Regions from separate parts of the Mus musculus genome. Here regions 1 and 3 are each linked to region 2. Evidence: chromatin contacts called from public Hi-C and HiChIP or PLAC-seq data. All regions are on one chromosome and are shown on one strand. Each heading gives the region's core, a stretch centred on a gene start, on an enhancer-like site or on the middle of the called end of the contact. The rest is flanking DNA. Distances are from core to core; before and after follow the strand shown.

The links. A called contact is a pair of places that touch in the nucleus more often than the background predicts. HiChIP or PLAC-seq counts read pairs in DNA pulled down with a chosen protein or histone mark.
Region 1: a Hi-C map of uterus shows a contact between it and region 2, with 2.9 times the contacts expected there. The contact joins two enhancer-like sites. A contact is called at or near these places in 10 of 39 promoter capture datasets (the 3T3-L1 cell line, the C10 cell line, cranial neural crest and 6 more), 3 of 15 datasets of contacts at CTCF or cohesin (the NIH/3T3 cell line and large pre-B cells), 17 of 484 Hi-C or Micro-C datasets (CD4 T cells, the MC3T3-E1 cell line, bone marrow-derived macrophages and 10 more), 27 of 115 datasets of contacts at active chromatin or transcription factors (the 230-238 cell line, the NIH/3T3 cell line, acute myeloid leukemia and 21 more) and 1 of 9 other capture datasets (adipose tissue).
Region 3: an H3K4me3 HiChIP or PLAC-seq map of bone marrow-derived macrophages shows a contact between it and region 2, with 5 times the contacts expected there. The contact joins two enhancer-like sites. A contact is called at or near these places in 2 of 39 promoter capture datasets (the C10 cell line and cranial neural crest), 1 of 15 datasets of contacts at CTCF or cohesin (the NIH/3T3 cell line), 1 of 484 Hi-C or Micro-C datasets (bone marrow-derived macrophages), 10 of 115 datasets of contacts at active chromatin or transcription factors (the 230-238 cell line, the NIH/3T3 cell line, bone marrow-derived dendritic cells and 5 more) and 2 of 9 other capture datasets (liver and pancreatic islet).

The regions. Positions count from the first base shown.
Region 1 is chr14:72,998,669-73,002,714 of GRCm38.p6, reverse strand. No RefSeq gene overlaps it. Among named protein-coding and RNA genes, the nearest start is that of Gm41208, 14 kb to the left of the region's middle. Within about 2 kb of position 2,239, at least 12 of the 459 cell types and tissues checked have an H3K27ac peak or open chromatin away from gene starts, as enhancers often do. A contact at or near this core is called in uterus, where this site is marked.
Region 2 is chr14:72,600,775-72,604,483 of GRCm38.p6, reverse strand. All of the region lies in intron 3 of Fndc3a (fibronectin type III domain containing 3A), which reads left to right. Among named protein-coding and RNA genes, the nearest start is that of Fndc3a, 110 kb to the left of the region's middle. Within about 2 kb of position 1,368, at least 368 of the 459 cell types and tissues checked have an H3K27ac peak or open chromatin away from gene starts, as enhancers often do. A contact at or near this core is called in the 230-238 cell line, bone marrow-derived macrophages and uterus, where this site is marked.
Region 3 is chr14:72,932,534-72,936,766 of GRCm38.p6, reverse strand. No RefSeq gene overlaps it. Among named protein-coding and RNA genes, the nearest start is that of Gm41207, 65 kb to the right of the region's middle. Within about 2 kb of position 2,951, at least 32 of the 459 cell types and tissues checked have an H3K27ac peak or open chromatin away from gene starts, as enhancers often do. A contact at or near this core is called in the 230-238 cell line and bone marrow-derived macrophages, where this site is marked.

The sequences.
Region 1 (4,046 bases), core at 990-3,489, 400 kb before region 2:
TCAATGCAAAAAAAAAACCCTTTAAAAAGCATTATTCCTTAGAGCACTTGCAGGTTCACTGAAAACTGAGCACGGAGAGTTTCATCTAACGCCTGTCCCTGGTGCTGGCTTTCTCCACTGTCAAGCGCCTGCACCACAGTGGCACATTTGTCACCACAGCAGATTGTCTTAGGTGGAATTTCCATTGCTGTGAAGAGACACCATGACCAAGACAACTCTTATAAAACACAACATTTAATTGGGGCTGGCTTACAGGTTCAGAGGTTCAGTCCACATCAACAAGGTAGGCTGAATGGCAGTGTCCGGGTAGACATGGGGCCAGAGGAGTTCTTCATCTTGCTCTGAAGGCAAACAGGAGAAAGACTGGCTTGCAGGCAGCTAGGAGGAGGGTTTCAAAGCCCACCCTGACAGTGACACACTTCCTCCAACAAGGCCACACCTAGTCCAAGAAGGTAACATCTCCTAATAGTGCCACTCCCTGGGCCAAGCATATTCAAACCACCACACAGATCATCACCCAGAGTCCAGAGTTCACACTAGTTAGGATTTTTTTTTTTTCAGTTTCGTTACTTGTTTATTCCATGTGTGTACATGGTCCTGCCAAGGCCAGAGCACATCAGGTGTCATTCTCAGGTGTCACCCACCTTCTCTGAGACAGGATGATCTGGTTGATCAGGAGGTCATCAATTAGGCTGGATCGGCTGGCTGGTGAGCCACAGCGATCCTCTGTCTCCACCCCTTAATACTACAACTGTAAGTGGGAACCGCCACACTTGGGTATCAAACTCAGGCTAACAAATGAAGCAAGTGCTGTAACAATGGATTTGTCTTCCACCAGACTTTGAGGTTGGATCTTATGCTATAGCCTGGGCTGGACCTGAACTTCTGATTTTCCTGTCTGTCACCCAAGTTTATCACCATATCTAACTCATCAAAAGAGTCTGCAAGTGCTAAACTGGATTGGTGTCCCTGGAGGAACCTGAGTTGGCACAGATACTGCCCAGAGTGGAAGGAGAGTTAGCATGCTCTCTCCAGCTTGATGCGATCATCCAGTCTCATCCTAGGGATCCCAAGGTGGGAAGGACCAGCTCTGAGAGAACAGATCTCGAGAGTGGGTTGAGAAGCAGGAACCCTGCTGGCATACCTTCAGGGCAGCTGAGCTGGGCCAGGGTCATGGAAGGTCTCATTGCCATTACCTAGGCTGTGGGAATGACGCGTGACACATTTGGTCGTGTTGATTAGCACACAGGGGCAAGCATAAGTCCAGCAACCTCGGGCCAGGTAAAGACTTTCAACTGAGGAGTAGTGGGATGGGGCATAGGAGTAGAGGTACTCTGGCATCCTCAGGGAGGGGCGGAGAGTGTCTGTGGTCTTCTCAGGAGGAGGTCTGGCCTCAGCGGGCCGTTGAAGGAGGCAGAAACAGTAACCAAGGTTACCCAGCCTGTGCTGCATACTGGGAGGTGTGGTGGCCAGCACCTGGCTGATCCGATTTAATCTTTGTAGCTCTGAGAAGCAGACACATGGGTTACTCCAGCTTTATTGGAGAAGAAACAAATTTTAATTTTGTCCCCATCCACAAAAACTAGCAAAGAAGACATCAAATCCGTTCAATCACTCGTTCATTCATTCATTGCTTTGTCTACGACAGAGTCTTGTATATCTTAGGTTGGCCTCTAATTCAGTATGTGGTCGAGGATGACTTCCAACTCCTAATCCCTCTGCTTTTAACCACCCAGGTCGTGGGATTTTAGGCACGAGCCACCACATCCGGTTTACTCAGTGCCATGTTAGACAAGTACCCAGCAACAACTCTTTTGCTGTTGTCGTTTGCATTTCGGAAACTCTCAAAATGAGGCACCTGAGACATGGAGAGGATTGTTTTCCTTAAATAAGGGATTATCTATCGCATTCCCATCCCCGATCTTGGTTTCTTGGGCAGGTCCGTCTGTTCATCGTCTCGTCCTCCTCATTTGGTTTAAGACAACTATCATAAAATAAAAAGACTCTCAGCGTAGAGGAGTGAGAGGATCTCGTGGGTGCGCGATGTAGTGTTTGATTACTGTTAAGGAGTCCTGCTGAAAGGGAAAAAAATCAGTTTACTAATTACAAATAAGTCTGGGCTCAGGTGGAATACCAGACACCAACACTAGGGGGAGCTGTGGGGCATTCTTGTGCCTCTCATCTTTTTTTTCCCAACCCTGTGGCTTTGGGCAGAGGCTCCTGAGACAAACTCCACAGATCTTGGCCTCCAGCCCTTGCTGGATTGTGTTGGAGCCCGAGACTGGCTTGTTGTCATTAATACAATTTGTTTCATAAACTCTGTTTGTTCGTTCGTTCGTTTGTTTGCATTTCAGCGAGCCTCAGAATGAGACCCTGGAGGCACGGCAAGGAGTGCTTTTCTTACTGAAGGCATTATTTATCACAGTATCCTTATCTGAAGTGATGATTCTCATTCTCCAAATTGAATTTAATTAATTTTCATATTTCAAGAGCTTGATAGCTGCTAGCCATATCCCCTTTGCCAGCAGCTTCTGAAAAAAAAATCACTGTCTTTTCTTTGACATCCTAACATCGTGAACACACCCCTCTGGAGTAAACTAATAGATATGCCAGGCCACACCGAAGAATTCTCTGGTCAAAGGTGAGTCTCTCAGTAAAACACAGCCCAGGAGTTTGCAGCCAACAGACCGAGACAGTGGGAAGGGGGGGCTATTCCAGGCAGGAGATAGATACCTTTCTTTTTCTTACATTCTGGAAAGTGGTCTGAGAGAGACCCCAGAGCAGAAGTAGATGCCACTCAAACAGTTCCATCAAGGTAGAAGGCCCTTTGTGTAGGGTCTAGCCAGGGCCTTGCATGTGTGTCTTTTAGACATTGTTATTGGCTCAGGAACCCCCCAAGACCAAGTTCTCAGCACCAAGGAGATTTGTCTGTCCCACAGGGACAGAGGGCAGGGAATGAGAGACAAAGAGGAGGAGGAGAAGGGGAAGGAGACAAATGAGAGGGGAAGGGGTATTTGTTCTGGGGAACAAAGGACTGCCTCTGGTTAGAGAGGAGACAGACATGGCCCATAGGAAAGTGGTGGTTTATAAAGGTAAAGGGGGAAACCCTGTTTTAGGATGAGGTGTTTAATTGTAACTGGGCATATTAACTACATGTGTCAAAAGGGGGCTTTTCATTACTGGATTTCCAATACCTTGAGAGCTGAACCTTGGCAGTCAGCCTCAGGAGGAAGAAATGGCTAAATAAGGGAATGGTCCTTGATGGCTAGCTTTAGGAATAGAATTCTTTTTTTTTTTTTTTTTTATTGGCAAGGCAGAGAGAACAAGGGAGAAGATCAAGGCCTATCAGAGCCACATGCTCAAGGCCCTTCAGTATCCACGGGACCTTGCAAACCAATTTTCCATGTTTGTTTTCCAGTGTCTTAGAGGAAGTTCATGCCTGAGGCTGATGTCCACTCGAGTTTTGGCCCTTCAGACCTCCTCCCTGTCCAGGCCACGGCTTCTTCTGGCTAGCTGGGGCCTCAGGCTGTATCTAGATGTTTGGGCCTGGCCCAAGGGTTTCTAGTTTATTGATCATACAGCAGTATGTCCACAAATAGCATTAGCACAAGAGTAGTGTTATACAGTGTTCAAACCCGTAACTCACTGTACAGAGCTTGCATGTGCTCAGTGTGAGCCAGATTCTAGCTTTAACTCCTAGCAAAATATTCTCTCTCTCTCTCTCTCTCTCTCTCTCTCTCTCTCACACACACACACACACACACACACACATACACACACACACATTTGTGCACATGCACACACATGCTTTTACACATAGGAACACACACAATCATATACACATACACACATACATGCACACACATATAGACGCATGAACATGCACATTCAACATACATAAGCACAAACACCCATGCAAGACACCCAAACACAAACATGTACATATAGAAACACACACATGCACACAGATATATGGACACACACACACACACACACACACACGAACATGTATATGGCACAAACATATATGCAAACAGAAAAATAGA
Region 2 (3,709 bases), core at 119-2,618:
AAAAAAAAAAAAAAAACAACTCACTGACTGTCAAAATAGCATAGGAGGGCAGAGTGGCGCAGTGAGAGAGAACAGGGAAGTAAGCGCCCATCCCACAGCCTCAGGGGAAATGCATTCATAATGGAATAAAAGGTCAGCTATTACCCTTTTCCACTTTAAACCAGTGTCTCTTCTCCTCTGGCCTCTGACTTGCTTTTATTGAGTCAAGTTGCCAGGGGTGTGTCCTGCCAGGTTTTTTTTTTTTTTTTTTTTTTTTTTTTCTTCTTCAGGAAAGACACTGGGCCTTTAAATAGGGCCTGGCCTTTAACATGTGATTATATGAAGCAACCCTGCCTTTGCCTATGTACCCTCAAGTTACTTATCTGCTCCTGCCTCAGCTTCTCTAGTAATGATACCTCAGTTTGCGTTAACAAGTAGGACACTCCACATGGTTCGTCTCACTGTGTAATCTTTAGTTTTGAGAGTCAGCGATCATACTTTTACTTACAATAACTATCAGTTACTGAGAGGTCCTAAACAGTGTATTTCATGTACTAGTTTGTCTAACTTGATTCTGCAACAGTGCTTTGAGGTTGATCATTTTAACCTTTCCACAGGAGACAGAGCCCAATAGTAGTACATTTGCCATGCTAGTAAGTATCGGAGCTCATTTTAACTTTTAGTATCACCTAGTACCCAAATCCATCTTCCCCACTGTGGTGCGTGTCACAGATCCCAGCCATTGCTTGTGTATGTAAGCAGTTGATAAAGTTCCTCTGAACTTATATGCCCTCTTAAGTAATTTACGGGGCGTATTTTTTTTCCAAAAGAATAAGTTTTCACCTCAATTAACTGAGTATTTTTCACATTCCTGCTTTAAGAATACTATCCACCAAGGATCTTTCCTTAATGTCAAGAGTAAGTTCTATTTTTAAAATAATCACTAAAAACAAAGTACACTGACTATAAAAGCAGAAGCCTTCATTAGCTTTTAAGGAAAAACAAAACAAGCCTGAAATATATTCCACCTGTAAGGAACTTGTCATTTAATTCTATTGTGTGGGCAATTCTCTGTGTGTTATAGGCATAGCTTGAGTATCGAGCATGAAATGATCACAAACTATACACTCATATTTTGGATCAAGGCTTTGAATTCATTTTACCCCAATCTTTCTATGTGAAAAAGCAGCAGGCTGCGTTAGTCAAACCGCGAACACAAAGAGGATGGTTTTCCATCGCGTGCCTATCCACCAGGTTCTTTTGATTAGGGTTTACTTTGGCTCTTAAGGCAGAACGCGTTGCAGTCAGGAAAGCAGCTGAAGAAGCCTTTAAGTGTTTTGTTTCAGTAGCGCCCCAGCGTACCCTCTGCGCTGTTTCCTCTCCCGGTCTTTCCCGGTTCACTGCGGGTCATGTGATACCGGTCACGTGACTCGGTCAAAGGATCTTTTCCTCTTACCAGCTTTGAGGAAAAAAAAAAAAAAGCGAAACTGTTCTCCAATTAAAGCTGCTAACGTGTACTACGCCGTTTCCTTGTTGGGTTTTCTTGTTCGCTGGCTGCTGCTCCTGTAGAAACAAAATGAGTGGTAAGATTTGCTGATTTTGAACATTCGCTTTTATTTGAAAACATAGGAAGCTTTTGTATTAACCTAAAGCCGTGTTGTGTGTTTTTAGTGCCAAATCTGTTCGCTTTAGAAATACTACATATTGTTATGTGGTTATGAAAATTGTAGACTCTATGAGCTAGAGTGATTTTAAATCTCATAGCATGCCCCATTCTGGCTGGCCTCTTGATTTTTTTCGTCTTTTCTCTTTTAAGACTGATCAGAAAATTGGCATCAGGTAATTTGGAAGCCATTGTGTGCGGCAGGAGTCAGCAGTCAGCAGTCCGTTGTTTATTTAATTTTAAATGCTTAGACAAATCTGTAGTTTTGGGTTTTTTCTAAAAGAAATAAAGAAAAAATTGAATATGAATGGTAGATTAAGAAAGACGATAGGTTTAGTTTATGTTAGGTAAAATGAACTAGGTATAAATCATTGATGGTACCTTTAAGAATTGGGATGGGAAGTTTTTCATATTTAAGGCAAATGACAAACAGAATTGTACCCACTTTTGCAGATTTTAAAAATAAGTAGGCCCTTAACAGTAATGTAATCACTCTGCTTTGGGGTAGCTTTTGCCTAAAGCTTGTCAATTCTGAAGGAGCTGTTAGGTGTAGCTACAGTTGTTCAGGTACAGCTTTCTTGTGCCAGGTGGACATGTTATGTACTCCTATAACAGGTTTGCTTCTTCCCTGGACACAGTCTGCTTTGCTGCATACAAATTTAAGACAGTTTGCAGTTAATTTTCTAGAACTTTCTGAGTTAGAAAGTACTGTTGGACCTGAGAGGTAGTCAGGCATTGTGTCAGTGAGTGTCCAGGGTTTAGAGTTTGATGCAGGACAAGCAACATGGTGCTGCCAGCATTGTGGATCTGAATATCAGTACTTGTGTTTACTGTCTATGTATTGGGGGTGTGGCAGGTTTGTGTTCAGTGTTGAATATATCCCACCATTATTTTAGATAAATGTACATAGCACTGATAAATTATCTTTTTAAAATCTAACTGTGTGGCATTTCTGCCTCCGAACTAGAAAATTTACTTAAGTAGTCAAAGTGATCACGTCATAAAGGAGTCCTTTGTGAAACTAAATGATGACTTGTTCCAGCAGCTATCAAAGTAAACTGTGAGCTGAGTCCAGTGGCACATGTCTGTAATCCTAGCATTGTGGAGGCTGAGATGGGAGTGTGGGTGCATCGCCTGAAAGTTACTGCTCTAATAGCCACAGAGAAACAGAACACCGGGTTTAGTTGTTCTGCTTTGAAGATGCCTGTCTGCTTTCTTTCATTTCCACATCATCTTCATCAATCTCTGTCTGGCATTAATGACTTGACACAAGGTTCAGCATGGCAGTGGGTGCAAAGAGCCTGCAGTCTAAGCTTAGTACATAGAGCTCAGTAAAGTTTCCTTGACTAAGTAAACAAATGCAATTTTCAATAAAATCTCTAGTTCTCAGCCAATTTCCACATTTTATAAATAATATCTAGGGCGGATCTTACAATTTAGAAGGCTAGTTTACTGGTTTATGTGAATTAGTTAATGAATAAAGTGACCATTAGTGTACAACTGTTCCCCTTTCTCCAGAGAGCAGAAATGTATTTTGAATGAAGCCTTTCTAAATAGAGATTTTAAAGAGGATCTCACAAATGCTGTTTAGCAAATTAATAGGTAGCATTTACTTAAATTTAGAATTGTGGTCCTGCTTTCTGTTATGTTTTTCAAGGAAATAAAAACAAAGGTAGACTTAATTTCCTTAAAGACAAGATCTAATGACTCATGGCAGTTACTGACAGTGAGAAGCATTTCAATGTTCATGTGATGTATATCCTAAGAAATGAAACTGTTAGCTTTTAAATTCCAACTGAACCACTTGAGCAAAGTTAAGTTCCCTCTGCCTCATTTTCTCTCCGGAAAATGGGTAATGTTAAATTTAGTTGCTTGATTAAATGATTATGAAGAGAAAAAGTACATTTAAAACGTGGCTTATAGTATTAGTGTTCATGAATTATGATTAAGATAATACTTAGAGGGGCTGGAGGGGTGACTCAGGACTTAAAAGCACTTGTTGCTCTTACAGAAGACCTGGGTTCAGTTTCTAGCATCCACATGGTGCCTCACAAGCATCCATAACTC
Region 3 (4,233 bases), core at 1,702-4,201, 330 kb before region 2:
ACTTGACTATGACATGCCTTCTAAGTCTTTTAACTGTCTTTCCACTGGAGTTCTTTGGGCTTCTCAAATTTGTATATTTAGTCTCTCATCAGTTGGGGGAAATTTCAATATATTTTTTTAATGTATTACCTACTTCTTTTTTCCTTTTTTTGTCCTGGAAGTGCCATTCATATATGCTGTTGTCCTTGATGCTGTCCAGATGTCCTGTGGGCTCTGTTATTACCCCTGTGGATTGGATTCTCCTTTCTGGCCATTGAAGAAGTCCTCTTCTCAAGCTCACTGACTATTCTTTTTCCTGCCCAATCAAGTCTGCTGTTGAGGTCGTCGGGTGCATTTTTTCATTTCAGTTACTGCAGTCTTCTATTTTCCTGATTCCATTTATTTGTATATCTATGTTTTCTTTTATTGAGCATATTTATCATTATAATTATTAGTCATTTATATGGCAATTCACATTTCTGCTTTTTCTTTAAAGAGCACATTGCTGGAAATTTAACTTGCTCCTTAAAACATATTATAGTTTCTTATTTTTTCCATATCTCAGTGTTTTGTTGTTGTTGTTGTTATTGATGGGATTTTGGCATTTAAAAAAACTACACAGTCTTCCAGATTTTTCCATTTGATTTTATATAAAAGGAAATTTCCCTAGTAAGATAGACATTCTGAAAACTTCTCAGGGAGTTTCTGAACATGTACCTTCTGTGAGCTGTGAGTATAGCCTATCAGAAGAGGTTTCCAAGTTTCTATTAGAAATTCCCTCAGATGTCTGATGCTGCAACCTGTCTGGTGCTGTGGTTAACCATGATACAGGTATCCCATGTATTTCTGCCACACTGTAGAATCTGGCTGACCACCTTCATTCTCTGGCATCCCAGATCTGGTGGGCTGTTTTTACTAGTGTGGCTCTGTGACTTAAGACAGAAGGCAGTCCCTGGTCAGAAAGTCTGACATCTAGGAGTTAAAGGTTTCTTCTCTATCACCCAGTATGGTATGTGGGATATTCTGGTGAAAGTCAAACAGTGGAGAGCATCTTAGATTTTCTACTGGGCTTCATCATCATCTGGGGTGTAGGAAACTTTACTTGGTCCTTGGAGTTTTCACAGATACACTTAAAATGTTTGCTGTTAAATTTGTGTTTCAGTTGGGGAAGATGATTTAAGCCCTCCCTGCCCACTATATTGCTGATGTCATTCCTCTGTCTTTTATTGACAGAAATGCAGAAATTTGCAGTTTTCTTCAAACAAGCACACCCAATGTGTGCTTCTTACGGTTCTCATCTTCCATAACCCTTGCTGATAATGGCACTGGTAATGGTTTCTTTAGAATGCCCACTGTTGAGATAGATAAACACTTAACAATCTGTTTTTACATTGTTCTCTACCTCTAAACTCATTTTGTTTTGGTTGACAGCAGATTTTCCCCTTTCCTCTGGACACTTAGTCTAAACATGGTGTTGTTACATAATTGGAATCACAGACATTTCTGAGGAGGCCAGGGAACACCAGGAATAAGAAATTGCCCATTAGATACCTACAGGCTATGGCATCTTCTTGGAAGCTCATCTCCAGATGGCGAGACCAAGAGGAGTGGAACACCAAGGAGCAAGAGATGTCAGCTTATAAACAAAGTGACACAGGTACTGAGTCCTGCCAGGGAGCCACTTGTAAAGCATGAACTGCCAGATGCACTCATGTGGGGGACCTGGTGCTGAGGATGCTGTTGACCCTCTATGGCATTTCTTACCCATGACTGAGTGTTTCAAACGGCGCCAGTTAGCCCTACAAGTTGGTGAGACTCCAAAATGTTAGGTCACCAAAAAGCACATCAAGGAAAGGAATGAGTAAAACAGATTTTCTGAAGAGCTTTTTTTTCTGGAATAGTCAGTTCTGGGACCTGACAGTTTTACTGTCCTTTGTCAGCAAGAAAAACTGCTCTCTAACAACTGGTAGAGTGGGCAGAAACCACTGAGCCTAGCATGTTACCCTTGTTAAAAAGAAGACTGTTGCAGAGGTGGCACCATGTGGCATGTCACGTACTAACTCTGCCCAGTACCACATAATAGCATAAGCTTCCTGATGGGTTTATTAGGAATTGTAGAGGAAGGGAAACTCGGCCATGGAACAGAGGAGACTGTAGACTCTACACTGTGATACTAACTTCCAGAAAAAGCAGAGACTATTTTCTTTGTCGCAGTATCTGGGGTTCCATAGGTGCAAGAATGCAATTTTAATCAGAGGCAAACCCAGTGGAATTCCAGCTATGGGACCAAGGATCTACTAGTCCATGTGGATCTTTCCTTACTCATGTCTATTCTTTGTGGTCCACATTCCAAGCCTTTCTGATTAAATGCCTTTGGACAATTTGCAATTTCTCAAAACCCATCCCCCCTTGTTTGGCTTTACTTTTATACTATTTCTAGGGCTCTTAAAAGGATGGAGTGAGATCATGTGCATGTTGGGGTGTTTTGTAAAATGTTTTAAAATGCCAAGTGCTGCTGTTTTTGAGACTTGATAGAGATGCTCTGTTTTGCACTGGATGGAAATGGTCCCAAATGACCAAGGGAGATTTAGAGGAGCCCAGCTAAGGAGCAAGAGTAAATGTGAAGATGAGACTAAAGGTACACAGAAACCAGAAGCTCCACCCAGGATTTTTTGTTCTGTGGCTTGTAGAGCTACCGTTTGTGTATTAGCTTTGAACCCCTCTCAAGGCAAGCACATCTGAGGTATAGAGTGTGTTCCTTTTGCTTGTCCCCTGTGTACTATATATTGTATACTGCTCAAGCAAGCAGGAAACATTTGTTGAGTTTTTTTTTTAAAAAAACAAAACAAAACAAAACAGAACAAAACAAAACAAAACAAAGGAATGATTTGATGCAGGGTGACATCAGTGCAGTGGCCAGAGAGAAATGAGGAACAGAAATTGCTCCCTGGATGTAATTTGTCCAGGCAGAGTCAAAACTCTTCTTGTCATTTCCTGTTTTAAAAACTCTGTTGGCTCATTACAGTACAAGAAATAAAGTCCCTGCATATTAGAAAAGGACAGAAAGGTCCCTTAAATAAACACACACACACACACACACACACACATCCAACCTATGTCTGTAATCTTATCTCTCATCTTGCAATTTCTTTGACCTCTAATTCTTTGCACAGCTGTAGTCTAAGGTGACAAAGGTTCTTAGAGTCCCCTGGACTTCTTAGTCTCTCCACAGGCTTCCTTCTTACCTTGGAAAGCTTCTGTGTTCTTGGAAGATTTAGCATTAATTCTTCTTGCTCTGTAACATGCTCCCTAATGTCTCATTGCATGCATCCGTTCATTTGTTCATTTGTTCGTTCATTCATTAATTCATTCACTCACCAAGTTTTCCCTTGGTGCCCGATATGAGTCAGACACTGGTGTAAGTACTGGACACAATAGTGAACAGATAGGACCAGAGGTCTGTCCTTATCAGATGTTCATTACAAAGGAAAGACAATATGAGTGGTGTCCAGAGGTGGTAAAAGTGAGGGGGTATGAAAGAGTTGAAGAAGGCTACAAGTCTTTTTATTTATGTAAAATGTGATATATCAGTCAGAATTGGCTGGTTATATTGCAATAACAAACAATTCTCCAAACCTTAGAGGTTTATAACAACCATGATTTGCTCCTACTTCATACCTCATGACCACCAAAGAACATCTGAGACTTGGATTCTTTATTCCTCACTCTAGACAGGCTCTAGAACAGCACTTACCAACATGTAGGTCACGACCCCCCACAGGGTCACATAGCATATATTTACATTACAATTCATAACAGGATCAAAATGACAGTTTATGAAGTAGCAACGAATTAATTTTATGGCTGAGGGTCAGGTTGAGAACCACTGCTCTAGAGGAAATTTCTAGTTGCCCTACTAGGGGAAAAAGAAAAAAAAGGTAAGACACAAAACTAGCTATTAAAATTTTTACCTGAAAATGGCTCACATTTCACTAGCCAAAAACTGGACATAGGATCAACCTGAGTTAAATAGGACACACGACAATTCTCCCATCTCCTTAAAAGGAGAGTGAACTAACATGTGTGAACAATCTGAATGCTTGCTACACATGGCTCGTGAGAGCCATTCTGAACAGAGGACATCTGCGCCAAATAACAGGAAAGCAGGGAGCTAGCTAATAGATCTGGGGAAACTGTCGAGCCCTGCTCCTCAGATTATACAGCCTGGAACATTATTCGGCCCCTTTCCCTCTT